Regions from separate parts of the Mus musculus genome. Here region 1 is linked to region 2. The links are chromatin contacts, called in public promoter capture Hi-C maps. All regions are on one chromosome and are shown on one strand. Each heading gives the region's core, a stretch centred on a gene start, on an enhancer-like site or on the middle of the called end of the contact. The rest is flanking DNA. Distances are from core to core; before and after follow the strand shown.

The links. Capture Hi-C pulls out chosen DNA fragments and counts their contacts.
Region 1: a contact with region 2 is called in a promoter capture Hi-C map of adipose tissue, with 4 times the contacts expected there. The contact joins two enhancer-like sites. A contact is called at or near these places in 7 of 39 promoter capture datasets (the 3T3-L1 cell line, the C10 cell line, the HPC-7 cell line and 3 more) and 2 of 9 other capture datasets (adipose tissue and pancreatic islet).

Annotation. Positions count from the first base shown.
Region 1 is chr2:135,218,522-135,225,436 of GRCm38.p6, forward strand. It overlaps Plcb1 (phospholipase C, beta 1), which reads left to right. Exons shown (of 32, transcript NM_001145830.1): 4 at 2,197-2,334. Among named protein-coding and RNA genes, the nearest start is that of 4930545L23Rik, 6.4 kb to the left of the region's middle. Within about 2 kb of position 1,335, at least 8 of the 459 cell types and tissues checked have an H3K27ac peak or open chromatin away from gene starts, as enhancers often do. A contact at or near this core is called in adipose tissue, where this site is marked.
Region 2 is chr2:134,721,779-134,728,676 of GRCm38.p6, forward strand. No RefSeq gene overlaps it. Among named protein-coding and RNA genes, the nearest start is that of Gm14037, 6.7 kb to the right of the region's middle. Within about 2 kb of position 2,498, at least 15 of the 459 cell types and tissues checked have an H3K27ac peak or open chromatin away from gene starts, as enhancers often do. A contact at or near this core is called in adipose tissue, where this site is marked.

The sequences.
Region 1 (6,915 bases), core at 85-2,584, 500 kb after region 2:
ATCCCAGCACTTGGGAGGCAGAGGCAGGCAGATTTCTGAGTTCGAGGCCAGCCTGGTCTACAAAGTGAGTTCCAGGACAGCCAGAGCTATACAGAGAAACCCTATCTCGAAAAACCACAAAAAGAAGAAAGAAAGAAAGAAAGAAAGAAAGAAAGAAAGAAAGAAAGAAAGAAAGAAAGAAAGAAAGAAAGGAAGGAAGGAAGGAAGGAAGGAAGGAAGGAAGGAAGGAAGGAAGGAAGGAAGATAGGTGAAGAGTTCCCATAGACTCACCAATACTCAAGTTCCATTGTCAATTCTTTCAGTGCCTGCTTTATCAACTTAAGCCCATACACCAACACTAACTACATAAAGACCAAGGGACTTTTAATGTATGTATGTCACCAGCCATTAGTAGTAAAACATACAAGGATGCCTTGTTCCATGTACATCCTTGCTGATTGTATCTTGCAGTAATATTGTTATAGCAGACAGAATTCTGGAAATCCTTTGAGCATCATTTGGGCACCCCCTTTGGAGAGCCTCTACATGCCTCTAGCTCTCCAGTTTCAGTGATATATCACATGCCTGCTGATTCCCTTTTCATCTTCTGGTGGTTCTACAGCGCTGAAATCCCGCACTTTGTTTGAGTCTATAACTCTCCTTTTATGGGTTACAGAAGTGATGTTCTGAGGGAAGCTGCTCATCTTTCCAGGAGGCTTCACTTGGCTTCATATGCTCTTGCCTTACTGGTGGAATTGAATTGTCAGCCCTTTAGGGCAAGGTTTACTTCACCATAGCTTGCTTGAAAGTGTACCTCTTCCTGCAGCCACAGAAGAGAAAGGTTTATCAAGTGAAGGGAAAATGGATGATACAGAGTGAGTGACTTAGCTGGAAAGATTTTGCTTATTTTTATTCTGTTTTTTTAATTCATTTTTTTCTTTGCAAGGGTTTATAAAAATCCCCAGAAGAAGGCAAGAGTAACCAGCTCAGGAATCGGGCCTTGGTGGCCTGGCGTTTGCTAGATAAATAGAAATGCAACCCTGGTCCTGCTCAGAAGCTGGCAACAAATTTGCTAAGTGATTGATTTGATGCTAATTTTCTGCATGGACTGAAAAGTCCTACAGGGCCTGTCCTGTGGGAGGGAAATAAATGCAGCCAAGTTGACTAAGCCCTATTTTCAGTTTTATTTTGAGTTCTGCGAGTTTGGAAACTTCCCTTTCCCAGAAAAAAAAAAAAGCAAAAACAAAAAAAAAAAAAACTATATCTCCAAGGGATTGTTACTTATAGGGTTCCAAAAGACTGTAGCTTGCTCAGAAAGTATAGCAAGCTTCCCATGTCCAAATCCCAGAACATACTAAGTGAGGGACTTAAACTGTCATATGCAAAGCTCATGCTAACACCCTGTCTTTTATATCTGTACTCAGTGCGGAAGAAAGGTCACAGCAAGAGACTTAGTCATGTTTCTGCCCCAGGAACTTTTCTGTGATAGTTGCAAATCCTGGAGACAACCAGCTTATAATGACAATGGGCTCAGCTCTGCTCATATTTTAGGGTTCCAGTCTATGACTGCTCTTGGCGATCTAGTGGGTGAACAGCACATCTCACAAAAACAAGCACATAGCAAACCCATTCATTCCATGGCCTGGAAAAGCTAAAGGAGAGGAAGAGGAGAGGTATAGGGTTCAATATCACTTTTGCAGGGATGCTCGCAGTTATCAGAAGACTCCAATAAGACTCAATTCTACTCCCTAACTTCGGACCATTTACCAATAATACCAACACATATGCTTCTAGTAGCAATTTAATTGTTTAAACTGTAGCAGAAATGAGCATTTTTATTCCATAAGATTGTCTTTTGTTTGTTTGATTGTTTGTTTGTTTTAACATGTCCATTTATGGGATGAAAAAGATAAGATTCTTCAATTTCAATGTATAACTCATTAGATGATGGGAGGGAATAGAAGAATAATTCTGATGCATAAAAGTGTGTTGTAGGATGGCCGTATGATGGAACGAGTACTTCACTGAAAACCACATGTCTTGAACTGGAAAGTTTTCCTCCATAGCTCTGATCTCTCCAGTCACTGTAAAATGGAAGACTTCTATTCATATAAGTTTCTTCTGGAAAAGGCAGTTCTACTTCTAGTTCATTTAAAGTTTTTCTACCATGTTAGAATTTTTCCTTATATTCTACTCTTTTTGACATTTCTTATTCAGGACCCCAAGTTGCGTGAACTTCTGGATGTTGGGAACATCGGACACTTGGAACAGCGCATGATAACTGTGGTGTATGGACCAGACCTGGTGAACATTTCCCACTTGAATCTTGTGGCTTTTCAAGAGGAAGTAGCCAAGGTATGTTAGATGGGGACCCTGAAAGTTGTCATCTTCACCTGATTTTTGGTGATAATGTTTAATACATGTGGAAGATTTTTGATTCGTTTAATATGTAGTTTGGGTTAAGCTGCCATCTGAAAATAATTTAATTGTTAAGTATATATGTATTTAAAACATCTTTTAATAATAGCATCTATGTTCAGCAACAGAGATTGTTTTCATTGGGTATAGGGCATTAGATAAAATCCCTTTGCAAAACAAAATGTAGCACCTGGTGAGCATCCTTCCTTCTCTTGTTGGTGTTGGCACATTTTTTCCTTCCTTCCTTCCTTCCTTCCTTCCTTCCTTCCTTCCTTCCTTCCTTCCTTTCTTTCTTTCTTCCTTTCTCTCTCTCTCTCTCTCTCTCTCTCTCTCTCTCTCTCTCTCTCTCTCTCTCTCTTTCTTTCTTAAGACAGGGTTTCTCTGTGTAGCCCTGGTTGTCCTGGAACTCACTTTGTAGACCAAGCTGGCCTCAAACTCAGAAATCTGCCTGCCTCTGCCTCCCAAGTGCTGGAATTAAAGGTGTGCACGACCACCACCCCGTGGCACCATTTCTAATTCCATTTTCATTTCTAACTCTCCGAGGGTGCTCAGCATCAACACAGTCTAAGCCTATTTCCCCTGCACACCACATAGAATTACCAGCAGTCATGTAGTAGTTATTTAGTTAGAACATGAAATAAAAATACACTTTAAGTTTAAATAGCAAATAATTATTCAGCTATTGACTCGAAAGGTGACTTTAAAAATGGGGTTTCCCATCGTAATTAATTACTATGCTACTTAAAAAGCAGGCCTTCCAGATGTACACAGAATGATCCAGAGTATACAGACAATATAGCAGACAAGAAGCTGTAAATTCTTGGGCGTGATATTTCCTTTAAAGCAGTAGTTCTCACTCTCTCTAACACTGTGGCCCCTTAACACAGTTCTTCAAGCTGTGGTGAACCCCGACCATAGAATTATTTTGTTGTTACCTCATAACTATAAGTTTCCTACTCTTCTGAATTGTAATGTAAATATCTGTATGTAGGCTATCTGATATGTGACCCCCAAAGGGGGTCTAGAGGGACTACTGTTCTAGAATGAGCATTTTGAAGGGATTGAAACAAACACAGTCTAAAGAATGGCTCCCACTCCCATCCATGTTCATACTTTGTTTTACTGAACTTCCTATTTCCTTCAAGAGTTAAGAACATGAATCTAAGCATATTTAGGGGCCTATAAGTCATCTGTGTGCCCTCACAGAGCATGTATATTAAGATCACAGTTACAGAGTCACTCCTGGTGAGGGTGTGTTGTCAGGGCCTTGTGGTCTATAATTGGATTTTGGTGGTCTGACAGTTGTATAACTGAACCTGTTAGCCTGCTCTGTCATCTGTTAGTGATTTTTGGCAGGGGTTTATTTCTGACCACCTCTGTAATATCAACTTTGGTGCTTTTTTAAAAGTATTTTTAATTAATTTATTTTTTTACACTCCATATTTTATTCCCCCCACCCCCAATCCACCTTCTGACTGTTTCACATCCCATATCTCCTCCTCGCCCACCTCTTCCCACATGCATGTCCCCCCACCCCCACCCCCACCCCAACTGACCTCTAAACTCCCTGTGGCCTCCAGTCTCTTGAGAGTTAGGTACGTCATCTCTGAATGAACACAGACCCAGAAGTCCTCTACTATATATGTGTTGGGGGCCTCATATCAGCTGGTGTATGCTGCCTGTTTGGCGGTCCAGTGTTAGAGATCTCGGGGTTCCAGATTCCAGATTACTCCTACAAGGTCTCCCTTCTCCTCAGCTTCTTTCAGCCTTCCCTAATTCAACAACAGACGTCAGCTGCTTCTGTCCATTGGTTGGGTGCAAATATCTGCATCTGACTCTTTCAACTGCTTGTTGGGTCTTTTAGAGGGCAGTCATGATAGAACCCTTTTTGTGAGAGCTCCATAGCCTCAGTAATAGTGTCAGGCCTTGGGACCTCCCCTTGAGCTGGATCCCGCTTTGGCCCTGTGGCTGGACTTTCTTTTCCTCAGGCTCCTCTCCATTTTCCATCCTTGTAATTCTTTCAGACTGGAACAATTATGGATCAGACTTGTGACTATGGGATGGCAATCCATTCCTCACTTGATGTCCTATCTTCCTGCTGGAGGTGGCCTCGATAAGGTTTCTCTCCCTACTGTCATCAACTTTGGTTCTTTCAACAGAATGAATAAAATACTAACCAGATACAATACTCTGCGATGTTGGAAGCTACATTTTCCATGTATGTTAAATTCTGATCTGTTTTCTCTGTGTAACAACAAAGTATAATTTACACTTGGAGAGAATACAATGTGGAGAGCTCTGCCCTGCTGGCATTACACTTGCCTTCTCTTCCTCCCTGTTTTAGAATTCTTTTGTTAACTTACTGGGTTGTTTAACCGCATAGATGACTATAGGTAAACAAATGCTATGCATGTCATAAAAATTTCTCTCCTCTGACACACCTACATCCCCCTTTATGAAATGACCAATCTTGATATCCATTATGTTTCTAACTAAGCAGTGCAGTAAATGTAACCTGCAGGCAGGTCTTTACTGAGATTGAATGTAGACCTACTATGTTGCACATCAATCTGTATATCTTCTGTTGCTTTAAGCCTTTGTGAAGTTATATTCTTCTAAATGTTCAATTTCCTCCTCTCTGTAGTTTGAACACACCAGTTTTCCTTAGATTATAATTTCTAGGCCCATCTGGGTGAATCCAGTGTGGACATGACCCTGAGTCAATTGAGAAGAGGGGAAAGAGAGGAGCCAAGTCTAAGTGTAGGAGCCAAGAAAGAAAGCAGAAGGTAAAAAGGAGCAGGGAACCAACATGGTTAGCTTAGGTATGGAAGAGCCTCTTGGGGAAGGCAATGACATCTGTTGCATGTACCAGGCAGGGACTGAAGGATGCTGGGAGAACCTGGTGGCTAGGTCCACTGTGATATATAAGTAGGTACCTCAGCTATTTGATCCAGAGTTTGAGACTTAAGTCATGATATAGGATGCACAGTAAAACCCGGTGTCCCCTGAACTTTGAATTCTAGCAGAAGACTTAGTTTACAAGTAGACAGTAGCTCATGCCATTATTCAATATGTATTTGCAGCGGGACTCTTTCCTGTGCCAGACATAACTCCAGTATTAGAGCTTCCACGATGAACATGGATATTACTTCTGGTGTTCTAGAAAAAAATTACCAGCTAACTCTCAGCAAAACATGCCTTAGGTCAGTTAAAGTCATGTGCAGAAGAATAAAGCAGGAGGCCTGAGGAGGTAGAAGCAGAAGGAGGAACGCTTCTCTTAATAAGACAGCCAGGGAAGGCCAGTCTCTGAAGGAAGCTGTGCACTTGAAACACTAGCATAGAAACAATTCCAAACTCACTGAACTTAGATGCTTTCTTATTTGTTTATTTGTTTTTGAGACAGGGGTATGCTATGTGTGCCAGCCTGACCTCAAACCTTGAATGTTGTGTAGAGCCCAGGGTGACTTCAGACTTGCAGTCATCCTGTCTCAGCCTTACATGTGCTGGAGCTAAAGCTGTGTGCCGCTCCGTGTGGCTGAAACTGAAATTTTAATTTAGTCCTTAAGAAAAGACAGATATACAAAGGAAACTGTCTTTTAATTTCCCTCTGTGGTCGGACTAGAAACAGTGTCCCTTACAGTTAAACAACAGTCATGTCCTGACACAGCCTGACGTGCCAGCCTTCCTGCTCCTGAGCAATCAGCTTCCCTCTGGGGGGTTAATGTGTCTGAGGACTAGGAATGGAAGTCACAGTGTCCTCTACACATCCCTGCTTTCCAGAAGGCCAGCAGCCATACTGTGTTTGCTATCACTTGGCACTCCAGGATCTTCTCTCACCTCCCTGAGATGCCAGGCCACACTGCAGAGCTTCAGCAGCGATGGGGAATGTCTTGGTACTTTTAGGTTCTTAACTTTGATTCCACTGACTCCTCTGTGCAATCTACTGCAAGGTTGGGGGGTATCCATTAAGTAAATGAAGACAAAGGTTGAAGAGAATGAACAAAATTCATCATAAATGTGGCTGCTTCATCATCTGAGAGAAAGGAAAAGGAATATAAAAACCTGGACAAGATATCTTTAGGGAGCACCCTATATTTTTTTTAAACATCACACCGTGACTACATCCTCCTTGAAAACCCCAGCAATGCCAGTCACTGGCCTCATTCAGAGACACATGTCTACTAGCCATCACTACTGTTGTCTTGGCTTTAACTTCTTCTATTCTCCTGTGGACCTTGGACTTGAAGGCTTATGCAAACATAGCTATCACACCTCATTGTTCTCCTTCAGAATCATCTCTGCACATGCACTTGCCCTATGGCTTTTCCTAGTAGTCTGGTAGAGCCTTTAGTTCTCCAAGTTTTGGTCCAGCTTCCTTTGGGATTCCCTGCTATTCAGAGGTGCTTTGATGCTCAGTATCCCTGTTCATATCTCATTTAACTCCTGTAACATCCTCAGCCACAAGGACAATCACTCTTTCTCAGAGACTGCAAAGGCAGTTGTAGGCTTAAATGTGTG
Region 2 (6,898 bases), core at 1,248-3,747:
ATGGATAGTCATGTAGAATTCCAATCATGCCATGGCTCAATAGAGTCAGCGTGACAACAGGAAGATTCTTTAAAATGGGCACATTTCCCATTACAGAGTAGCACAGAACCACACTGGAGCTTTGGGTACTATGATTCCTACCCATCCAGTGATGGAAGTCTGAGATCCACTTTATGGATTGTCAAAGTCACGACAAGACCAGAATATTCAGACAGAAGGCAGCATGAAATGGCAACAACAACAAAATTGGCTGGATTTCCATTAGTGGATCTAAAACAAACTCCAACTTAGCTGCACATTAAATTTATCAAAGAAGTTGACAAATTCATTTAAAACTTGTTTGCAGGAGTGCTCAGTAATACATTTATTCCTATAGCCTTAATCACTAACAGCCATCCGTGGCTAAAAATTAACCATTGTAAAATCCCTGAAATAAACAGTTTGCAATTGTGTTAGACAGACTTTCGTTTCTGAAACAAAACACTTGATCAGTCGCTTAAGAGGGGAGAGGTTCCTCTTGGATCCCTGTTTCAGTGCATGGTCTGGTGACATTACTTTGTGGCAAGGCTGAACACCATGATGGTGAGCACAGGTGAAGGACCAGCCTGCTGACTTCATGGAGGTCAGAAAGCAGAGCCAGGTGAGGGGGACAGGGACAAGAAGTATCTTCAGAGCATGTTCTCAGTGACTTACTTCCATCAACTATGCTATACTTCCTCCTTTTCCCCACCTCTTAATAATACCATCAGATTGGAAATTCATCACATGATGAATCTTTTGAGTAAGTCAGAATCCTATATATCCAAATTACTCTTAGGACATCAGCTGGCAATCAACACTCCACTTAATGAATCTTGGTCAGAAAGCTTTCATATTCAATCCAAAAGAGCTAGTTTTAAAGAAAATTTTAAGTTCTATTTTATTTTTAGTGTGTGTGTGTGTGTGTGTGTGTGTGTGTGTGTTATGGGCATGTGCCTTTGTTTTTGTGTATATGTCTGTGTTGCATATATGATCACGTGTGTGCACATACTTATAGAGGCCAGAAGAGAGCAGTGGACTCTCGGAGCTAGAGTCACAGGTGGTTATAAGCTGCTCAGTGTATATTATGCCTGTGGTACTCATGGTTGAACGGCTCTTCGGTATACACATATCTACGATGGAGTTTAATTTGTAAATTATCACAGCAAGAAATTAACAACAGTAACTAATATTTCAACAAACAATTATAATAATATGCTGTAATAAAAATTCTTTAATGGCTGGAGAAGAGAATGGCTAAGTGGTTAAGCCATTAGGGTGATTCGTATTATCTCCTACATATTAGAAGTAATACCATAGAGGAAAAATGTACAATAACAACCAAAATTGTTTTGGAAAGAAAGAAAGTGATATGAATTCCAGTTATGGAGATAGTATAAAGTCTTTTTTATTGGTTATTTTATTTATTTACATTTCAAATATTACCCACTTTCCCAGTTTCCTCTCCTGAAACCCCCTATCCCATCCCACCTCCCCCTGCTTTTATAAATGTGCTCACCCACCCACCCACCCACCTGCCCTGGTGTTCCCCTACACTGGGGCATCAAGCCTTCACAGGACCAAAGACCTCTTCTCCCACTGATGCCCAACAAGGCCATCCTGTAGACAGTATAAAGTTAAGTGTAGGTGTCTTGTTTATGATACGCTGCTACTGCTAACTTAGGAGAGAAATAGAACAAAAAAGAACAAAAGGAAAACAAAACTACATGTGGGACATGAATGTAATGTGACTCCAAATTTGTGGGGACAAGTATTGGAATATTTAATTTTCTATATAGTAAAAAAGGTCTGTCTATAGTCCAAACCATAAAAGAAAACGAAATGAAAACTAGCTTTGAAAAGTTAACTGGCAAAATGTAGGTTATTTCCTCAGGACAGAATGAAATGTGAACAAAACAATACAAGAACTGTCAACAAGCAGGTTGTTATCATAAAATCAAAGACAGAAACTGAATGGCACAATTAAACAAGAGACTGTGATAGACAGGTCTTAATACAGTTGCTTTTCATCCTTTCCCTTTGCCATTCGTGGCTTTGGGTAATTTCTTCCCCTAGAGTTAGTCTCACTTACAGAATGCCTTGATCTTCAGAGTCTGCCACTCCCATATTAAAAACAAGAGGTTCTACTAACAAGTCCCAGGTACAGCCTTGCTTTAGTGAAGTCAGGTTACTGTGGCATCAGCTGGCCCAAAGGGAACACCCCCAAGACTAACAGGAAAGAAGCAAGATACTAGAAATGCCATGTAGATAAAGGACGAGTTGATCAGAACTCTGCTGATGCTTCACAGGAGGCTGCACTCCGGCTAACACCCCGGTTACAGCCTGGGCACGGAACCAGAAGGGTTTGCTGAACCAGAACCGAATCTCAGCCCACAGAAACAGTGAGACAACAAACATGCCGTGTTCCAAGCACATGGCGTGTTCTGAGCTGGGGTGTCTGTGGCCCTTTGCCTCCCAGCAACAGACAACTAGTGCAGATGTCATGAACAAGCTGATATGAGTCAAAGGTGAAGAGGGCATTACAACACATGTCACAGTCAAAGGTTTGTTCCCAGGATTACGTACAAATTCCTACACGTTCACAGAAAATGGTGATTTGTGAAATAAGGCCGATGAGAGGATTGGGCAATTCACAAAACAGAAGCTTGTATTGACAAGGATACAAAAAAAAAAAAAAAAGGGCTCTTCTTTCTTACTCACAGTTCAAAGCATGCAATTTAAAGATCAAATAGGATTTTATACTTACTACTTGACAGAATTTTAATGGGTTCCATAAAGTTCAGTATGGCCTGTGTGTATACACATATATTCCTAGTTGAGAAAAGTGCCAGTGTGCAGATTGAAGCAAGATATGAGGGCATAGAAACAGCATTTGAATAACACAAGGATAACCTTTACATAGCACACAAAAACATTATGCCTACAAAAATACACAAAATAACAAAATAATACAAATTAAATAATTTAACATATCATTATTTAAATTTTACTTTATTATTTTATTCAAAATATAGGTTTTTTTTCTAGTAACAAACTAAAAAACAATCCCTGAAAGTATAAATTTTTTTCATACAGAATAATCTGATTGTAGTTTTACCATCCTCAACTCTTCCGTTCTCCCCCATGTCTCCTTCCATCCGCATTTACCTGCTTTCTGTCTTTCATTAGAAAACAGGCTGCCAAGGGATAATAATAAACTAAAATGAAACATAATACGATAAAACCAAGGCAAAAGCAATGGACTAGGAGAAAACAAACCAACAGAAGGAAAGAAGTCCAAGGAAAAGCGCAAGACACAGAGACACAGAGATACAAGCATTCACATACTCAGGTTCCCATAGAAACACAAACCAGAAGCCATAGTATATGTGCTAAGGACCTTTGGAGTTAAAAAAAGAAAGAAAAAGAAAGAGAGAAAGCAAGGGGAAGGGAGGAAGAAAGAAAATAATAAAACATTTATAAGAAGATAAAGTTAAAAAATAAAATCTCTGACGATATTATGAAATACAGAGCCTCCAAAGATGTCACTAAGTTTTCTGTTGGCCACCTACATCTGACCAATCCTTAAGGATAGTTCATTTCTCCAGTGAGATGACCTTCGAGAAAACTAAATTTTCATTTGTAAGTAGATGTCAGTTAGCAATCTTCTGGATAGAGGATTGAGGCAAGCGTCTATTTCTTCTTTCAGCTCTAGGGTTAAAAAAATGAAAGAACCAAATTAATTATGGTCATTGCCTGTGGAGAAGAATTAGCACCTTCATCCCTTGAGAAAAAGAAATCTAATTATGTTAACATATATTTTTACCACTTGTATGTTAATCCTTCTATTATTAACTATAATCACATAATTTATAAACTTCAGATTTGGAGTGGTAGCAAAAAATTCTTGGCAGTCTTTGGTTTTTTAAAATCGATTATTATTTTTCAAGATAGCAAAACAACATTGAAAATGATAATGGGTGACATGCAATACTCAGAAATTTTCAGAAAATTACCTGAAGTGACATATGGCAATACTTTAACCAAGAAAAAAAAAAGCCAATTACTTGAGAAAATCTTATGGGACAATCTGAGCATATGTCACATGTAAGGCTGGGACAATGACGTATGAGTATTTGCTCCATTAATATTTAGACACTTGCTTTCTTCACAGATTGTGATCAGCCTTCACTCCCAACCTACTGAGCTCATGGCCTCCTGCTTCTTTCTGCCCTGTGGTTACCTGCTGCATCATTTACCTTTTGTAACTGTTTCAAAGACCAACAGCGACTTGCTGTTTCTTGAGGAAGGAAGCTCTGCCTAGTGGCCAACCTCATTCTTTTATCTGATGTAAGACTGTCTGGAGCCTAGAAGATCTAGCATAGACAGCTTCAGATCCAGCTTACATGCATCGCATCTCTAATTTGGGGGAAGGTAGTGGAAAAGTCTAGACCAGTAGTTCTTAACCTATGGGTTGAGACCAGTTTTACAGCGGTAGCATATTATATATCCTGCATATCAGATATTTACATTAAGATTCATAACACTTATGAAGTAGCAACAAAAATAATATTAGGGTTGGGGGTCACCACAACATAAGGACGTGTATTAAAGGGTCACAGCATTAGGAAGGCTGAGAACCTCTGCTGTAGACAAAGCTTTAGAAGTGCAGAAGTGCTGTTCTCAGGGTTACTTGAGTGTAAGGCCAGCATGGGAGCAGAGAACTAGCTGAGTATAGATTCTGAAGGCAGAGGAACTTGGGATGCTGGCACAATAAGCAATCGTTCACCCTTCAAATTACCCATGATTCCTGTATGCAATAAAAGTTACTAACCTGGTTGACTTTGGAAGCCATCGTATAAATATTTAGTTGGTAACCCCATATTATTTATGGAACAAGTCATTTCTTCAGTGAGTTCCTATATGGCACTTTTATTTCTCACTTGGTAGTAGAAGCATTTGAGCCCAGTCCTTCCCCTACCCTGCCCCCACCCCCGTAGTTCTAGGATGGTCGACTATAGAACAGGAATCCATGGGTGCTCAGAAGTATGAGAACAGTCCAAGCCATTTGGCCTTGAGGCTTTGTAGGAGTGCCAGCTGCTATAAAAGTCACCATTGCCTCATTTTGATGGCATTGTAGTACCTTGCTTACTGCTGGGTTTCCTCACAGTTAAACTGACCTCATGACAGGAGAGCTGCTGTTATTTAATGTTCTTATTCAGACACCACAGTGATGGAGAGACAGTTTGCTCTCACTGCTCTTTGATGGAAATTCAGACTGCAGTGTAAGGGTTTCCTGGGCCACCATACCTTCTGTCTATCTACTTCTGCAAACTGATGTCCTGCTGGGAGCTAGAGGCTTTTTGGCTGTGGAATCCACAGCCTTTCCACCTCCCCCGCCCCCTCCCACCGCTGCTGTTGCATCCTGCTCCTGCCCAGCCTTGTCTATTTAGGCTGGTGACTTCTACTTGGAGGAGACCTGAGTCTGTTGAAACAATTCAACTCTAATTCTCTGCTCTATTCTAACACTGGAGATGACCTTTGAATCTTGCTCTTCAAAGCCAAAACGGTATGCTTCTTTCAACACAACTGGAAGGGCGAGTGTAGTTTAGCATAAGGAATCTTTAAATTTGAACCTCATTTACTAAGAAATTTTTAAATTCCTTCTTCCTTGAAGGACAGGACTTCCTTATGCAAATTATTATTGCTTCTTTCTTCTGCTTCTGAGACCAGCTTTGACAACTAAGTAATTCCTTTTTTTCCTCTCTGTCTTCCTTTGACTATTACAAATTTCTCTATATGGTAAGCATCCAAATGTGTGTGTGTGTGTGTGTGTGTGTGTGTGTGTGTGTGTGTGTGTGTGTTGGGGGTTGAACCTGGGCAGTTGTCAGGCAAGTAGTGTAAACTGAGTTAAATCAACAATTTTAAAAACTCATTTAAAGACACATTAAAAAAATTTTTTTAGGACTAACACAAAAATAAATACATGCTAGCTGTTACATGGGTTGACAAAAGGGATCATCAAGTAAACCCACATGAAGGTGGAAGGAGAGAATCATGTATCATCTACAAAAACACAGACAACACACACTAATAATAGACATTTTAAAAATGTAGCTTGGCCATTGTCCACTGTCAGCCCACGAGAGTTTTCCTCCATGGGCTCCATCTAGGCAATACCTGTTCTCATCCCTTGGGGTGCTCCAATTTATTCTAATAAACCCTATCTTCTCCACATCTTTATCATTCTGGTCATGATATAGGCAGAAAAAAAAATCAAGGGCAGGCTTTTTGAGGTTGAGAGTGTTACCTTCAGAGGACCAAAGGGCTCAGGGCAGGATCCAGAATTAGTCTCATTGTATCTGTGGACCCATATTGGCACACCCAATTCTCAGCCCATACCCAGTATTCCCTGAAGTGCATTTATAACAGAGAGCAACCCACCTATGGGTACCTATGAATGATACCCACCCTGTGTCCTGGTGTCAGTGACAGAAAATACAAGAAGAAAAAAATGGAGTAGAGGTTGGTCTGATGTTTAAGCAGGAAGATCTGTGGAGAAAGGAACATTTTGCCCTGTTGTTTTACTTGTAATTTTGCACAAATATAAATATGTGTGCTGACAGTCGGAGCTCAGAGGGGGGATGGGTAACCTGCTTGACATTTGCAAAGTCAAAAGCCTTTCCGAAGCTTGCAGAGATTCTGCCTGTGAAGCTTGCAGGTCAGACCTGAGCAGACAAGGGCCAGCCTGTGCAAGAGATGACCGAGTTTGGCTGGGGCCTGGTCTTTTCTTTTGCTCTAACTCAGGTGATTTTGCCAAAGTTATAAATGGCCAAAGGTCATTAACTAACACATGCTTTCCTTATGGTGAAGTATTAGG